Linked DNA regions of Gossypium arboreum: region 2 is linked to region 1. Evidence: chromatin contacts called from public Hi-C data. All regions are on one chromosome and are shown on one strand. Each heading gives the region's core, a stretch centred on a gene start, on an enhancer-like site or on the middle of the called end of the contact. The rest is flanking DNA. Distances are from core to core; before and after follow the strand shown.

What was found. Hi-C and Micro-C count contacts between places; a contact is called where the count stands out from the background.
Region 2: a contact with region 1 is called in a Hi-C map of leaf, with 4 times the contacts expected there. The contact joins the promoter of LOC108474626 here to the promoter of LOC108471056 in region 1. A contact is called at or near these places in 2 of 5 Hi-C or Micro-C datasets (both in leaf).

The regions. Positions count from the first base shown.
Region 1 is chr3:116,420,799-116,423,588 of ASM2569848v2, forward strand. LOC108471056 (QWRF motif-containing protein 2) reads left to right here and starts at 1,388. Exons shown (of 6, transcript XM_017772625.2): 1 at 1,388-2,790. The coding sequence starts at 1,703.
Region 2 is chr3:116,680,114-116,682,903 of ASM2569848v2, forward strand. LOC108474626 reads right to left here and starts at 1,428. Exons shown (of 13, transcript XM_053025821.1): 1 at 898-1,428; 2 at 520-691; 3 at 255-335. The coding sequence starts at 665. It overlaps LOC108475157 (increased DNA methylation 1-like), which reads left to right and starts at 1,842. Exons shown (of 1, transcript XM_017777148.1): 1 at 1,842-2,790. The coding sequence starts at 1,842.

The DNA.
Region 1 (2,790 bases), core at 138-2,637:
CCATGATAGGACCTTTTCAAAAATCAGTGTTATGTCCATCACAATATCTAGGTTTTCCTCTGTTTCCTTTATACAAACTTTCTTTAACGACCGACTCATTATTTCATCGTCATCTCTCCCTTTGCGCTCCGTGGAGTCCATAATTTTGTAGTACACAATATATTTGAGCAAATGGTAGTCCAAGCGTAGAATTATAAAAAGATAAAATTTATAAAACAATCATTAAAATTTATAATAATTACTAAAAGCTAATTAAAACCATAAAGTTTTTATAATTTTTTAAAAAATATTAAAAATGGTTAAAAATTAGAAATTTAATTTAGAATTTTTTAAAAATTAATTAAAAGCTATATTTAAAATATAAATATTTTATAAAAATTATTTTTCTCATTTTATAAAAATATAGCAACTTACCATTAATTAAAAAAGCCATTGATTATTAAGAAGGCATAACATTTTAGAAGAACTCTCAATAGTATGCATAAGAAAAAAAAGAATTCCAATGTTTGATATACTTAAAATAAATTATATTAGTTAAATAATTTAGTAAAATGAGAAAATAATTTTAAAAACATTTAATAAATAATTTATATGGTTTTAATTAATTTCTAAAATTTTAATAAATTAATTTTTCTAAATTTTATAAACTTTTATGGTTTTTAATTAATATCTAATAATTATCATAAATTTTAATGATTTTTATAAATTTTATTTTGTTATGAATATCTTATTAAGTGGATGCCCATCATGATCAATATAAAGTTTTAATATACTTAGTTAGTAGAATTATAAATAGAGACTTTGACGAAGTATTGTAATCATCCATTTGATCAATAAAGTATATTTTTTTATTCCTTTTATATTTTCTTTATTCTTTGTTCTCCATCTCTCTTATTTTATAACACGTTATCATAATACGATCACTCCAAATGTTGCTCAAGTTGTTGACAATAGCTATTGTAATTGCAATTTCAGCCTTCAATTAAAGCCTATGCACTATGAGTAATCATTAGAACTTTTAATCACTTAAATCTTTCACACATGTTTGTAATAATAATTATAAAATAAAAATTAAAAAAATATTTAAAATTCTATTTTACTAAATTTATTACATTCCCTACTAACTCCCTAATTTCATCCCTACTTCTTACCACATCATCCATAATTCTTATCAATTAAAAATAAATACATATCTTTTTTCCATATTGTGAAAAACTGATATATTTACTTTGGTAGGAACCATAAATAAATAATATGGTAAAAGAATTTATAAAGTAATTTCTCGTGAAGAAACTAGAAATGTGGCAGCCACGTGTAAGTAGTTTAGTAACAGACCTACAGAGGTTGCCTCTCCTCCACGCGACTCATCCATCCCCATAAAACCCCGCCACTGCAATAGATTCCCTTCACTTTAAATTCCATACTACAAACAAAATGTATACTACATAGGCCACTCCTAGCATTACCACCCTTATGCTCTCTAATCTAATCTAATCTAATCTAATCTTTTCCCACATCCTTCTCACTCTCTCCTCTATGAAAATTCTGAGTTTTTATGTTTAAAGAATAAAATCTGTTAAATCCCAACAGTTTTTTTCAATATAAAATTGGAGGTGTTTATGATTAGATACGTTTAGGTGTTGGGAAGAGAGTGAGATTAAAGGATCAGACTGTGGAATTGAATTTTGTGAGTGCCCCCCCAATGGTTGCTGCTACCCTAAACCCCAAACACCTGGGAGGAACTGGACTACTGCCTCCCTTGTTGCCCTCCGACCCCCACAATTCCATCCCTCCGCCCCCTCAAAATTCCCGAAAATGTTTGTCCACCTCCTCATCCCACTCAAATTCTTCCACAAAACACACGACTTCATCGGCTATTAAGAGGTCTCAACCGGTGGAGAGGAGACATGCGGTGACCCCGCCGTCTAATAAACCTATGCGTTTGAAAACTGACAACGCTAACAATAACACTGCTGACAAGGTTAGCAAAGCTACACCAGCTCCATCACCATGCCCCACAAAGAAAGAAACCACCAAGAGGCGCAAACCGACGCTGGAAACGAGAAGAACAGAGCAAACCGAAATTTCAAAGACGGAGCGGTCGCCGGCGAGGTTAAGGCTACCCAACTCTGTGGCTAGTAGAAGCATGGCTTGCACCGATGAGAGGAAGAGATTAAACGGTTCTGTTAATGGCAATGTACTTGGGCCACTGCAAGATTCCATGGCTGATAATAGAGATATAAGAGCCGTTACTCCTGTTGAATCTAAGGCTCAACGTGGTCTCGCTGCTTCTGATACTGAAAGTGTTTCTTCTGGTAGTACGTCAGGTTCTTCACAAAGTTCCTCCGCTAACGTAGACGTTAAGCGTGGGCCTCCAGGAATAATGGTCTCCGCTCGGTCCTGGCAACAGACTGCTAATCGGGTATGCCGGTCCCATCCTGGCTCGCCGGTTCCTAAGAAAAATACAGCGCGCACTAAGCTAATTGTACCAGACAAGTTCGGAGCTGATACTCCTTTTTCGTCTCCAAACGGTGTATTGAATAGCAGAGGACAGTTACCGCCAATTCATGGGCCAGTTCGGCCTGCGTCACCGAGTAAGCTTGGGTCATCTTCAACGAGGGGAATGAGTCCTAGACTGAGGAATGGTTTGGATGATAATTTGGTAACTAGGCTGTCGATTTTGAGCTTTGTTGGTGATGGTTTTAAGATTGGGGAGAACAAAGTTTCGGATGCTAATTTGTTGAGGCTACTTCATAACCGGTGGTTGCAGTGGCGTTTTGTTAATGCTAG
Region 2 (2,790 bases), core at 178-2,677, 260 kb after region 1:
GAAGCATATGGATCCAAGTACCATGAATTTGAATCATAAGAAACACTTCCACCCACACCTGCAAATATACTTGGCAAATAGAAAATGACAATCTAATAATATGTAATCTCAAGTCTGACTAACTAATGAATCCCACCGAATGTGTGCTATTCCTAATTCTTAGCGTTTCAAGAACCATGATCCTAAATCCTTGGGCTATTCTTGCAATAAAATAAATCAAACCCAAGATTAAAGAACACTTGAGAGCAACTTACTTCTTCTCCACGAACTCATGCTGCAAGTTGCTGTTGAAAGCTTCGATAATCGAGGCCAAAGCCTTCTCTCGCGTTGAACCCCTTCAACAAATGGAGAAAAACGCCCAATTGAGCCACATCCAAGTCAAAAGCATAATTATTCTAAAAACTTTTGAGAAATCTCGAGAACTTGACAAAGTAACTAATTTCAACTAACCAAACTATTCTTCCTTAACCACAGTAACAAGAAAACCATGCATCAAATTTTCATCCAACTATATCTAACCTCTTTTCGTATAAATTATCCACAGCTTCATCAAGTAAACTATCCTTATTAAGCTCTACTTCTTCAGTTCCGGAAACCGACATTCGATCGGAACGCATGGTCGACGATGAACTTACACTACTATTATCATCGTCACTATCTAACATCGTCGCATTTTTGCGCTGAGTTTTACCTGCCAAATTCATATAATTATTTTTATTCAGCCTTAAATAAAACCTAAAACAAAACAAATATAAAACCGACGCCAAACACACCCCAAAACAAATAATAGAAAATTGTTCAAACGCGACTTCACCAAACAATCAATCATCTAACATCCATAGCAATTTGGAAAGTCAAAAAGGCAGAAATTTAATCAAATTAATTAGAAAAAATTACCCAAAAAAAGAATAGAGGAAAAAAATTCTCACGTTTTCCCATGTTGGTGACTACTTCTCGGCCGTCGGTTTTTATATGTTAGAAACTACAAGGTTGACTAAGAATCTGAGAATGAGATAGGTTTGAAATTAAACAACGATAGACAGAACGAAAAACCCAAAAAGAATCCAAACAGAACAAGGAAGACGATATCAGAAGCGAATGGGAGGAGGATGCAGCCATTAAAGTGATACAGAAAATCCCTATTAGAATATAAAGCCAAGGGAAGGGAATGGATTTAGAAAATTACACAAACCCTAATTTATATGTAAAAAGAAAAGCGAACGGGGATTCGGGAATTGGCAGGTTGGGACACGAGGCGAGTGTAGGGATGGAGCACGTGGAATTAGGGTTAGACACGTGATTAAAGTAATTTTACTTTTTAGGAGGCGAGTTTGGGGGTTTAGAGTTCCCGGACTCTGGGAGAAGTTTGTAGAATTGTTTTTAAAGAAAAAAGAAATATTAAATTTGTAGATTCTTAAATTTTAAAAATAAAAAAGTGAAAAGGGTGGCTAAAGATTGAACTGTTGATTATCTGTTTTTAAAAGTTTGAAAATAATTTCTCATGGAAAAAGTAAAAACAGAACTTTTGATTTTGATTTAAAGTATTAATTTGGTTAAATACGAGTTTTTATATGAATCTAACTTCAACTGGACTTCCTGAGCTGCGACCCAACCCAATAACAGCAAATTTTCATAATTATCTTAAGCTCAATCGTTGCCCACTTCGCCATAAAAAAACTAATTTCGACATCACCAAAATTTTACTATAAATAATAAACCCAAGAGTATAAAATTCTCAGTTTTGCTTTGTTTATCCTTCAAGACTTCTAATCGAAGTAGAAGTCGACTTATTTAAACTAATGTTATATCATATCTAATCTGTTTATCCTAAAAAGTCAAGCATGGCAGATGCGGTGTTCAATTGGTACAAGAATGGGGGTACAGCAGAACCTGGTACTAAGAGAAGTGAAACTACCCTGCAAGCCAAAAAACATCTTTCTTCCATGGGTTGGGTTTTTTGGTATGCTCAGAAGAACGGAAGACAAGAGTTACGATATCAGTCACCGCAAGGCAAGGTTTACTATACACTCAAAGCTGCCTGCAAAGGTTACATCGATGAAACATCCGGGGCCGAGGGAGGAGGAGGAATGGCCGTGGCCGTGGCTGCTGACTTGGAGCCCAAGAAACCCTTGAAAAGAAAGAGTTTAACTCAAGAAAATCCAGCTTTCCCTAAATCTCTTCCATTTAAATCCCTGCCGCCACCCAAAAGAGGGAAGAAGGTGAGAAAACAAGAAAATCAAGCCGAGCCTCGGGTGATCAAACGAGAGAGTATTAGAATACGAGAGCATCTTGTTCCGAATTCATCTCATCGTAACCCAAGAACTGTTCTCTCTTGGTTGATAGACAACAATGTGGTTTCGATTTTGGGGAAAGTGTATTACCGGAATAAGGCAGGGAATCCATTGATGAGAGGAAGGATAACTCGTACTGGGATTCAATGTGACTGTTGTTTCAGGGTATTTGCTCTCACCGCCTTTGAGGCTCATGCGGGTAGTACCAACCATAGGCCGGCTGCTAATATAATCTTGGACGATGGCAGTGGCAGGTCTCTTTCTGATTGTCAAAGGCAAGTTCATGATTCAATGATGACGATCCCCACATCTGCGAAGAAGGGCGATTCGAATCCACGTGGGAGTGATGATGTTTGCTCTGCTTGTTGCGATGGGGGGGAGTTAATTTGCTGTGATCGTTGCCCTTCTGCTTTCCATGTCAATTGCGTGGGCCTCAAGGAAGTTCCAGATGGTGACTGGTTTTGCCCCTCCTGCTGTTGTGGCATTTGTTGTATTGGAA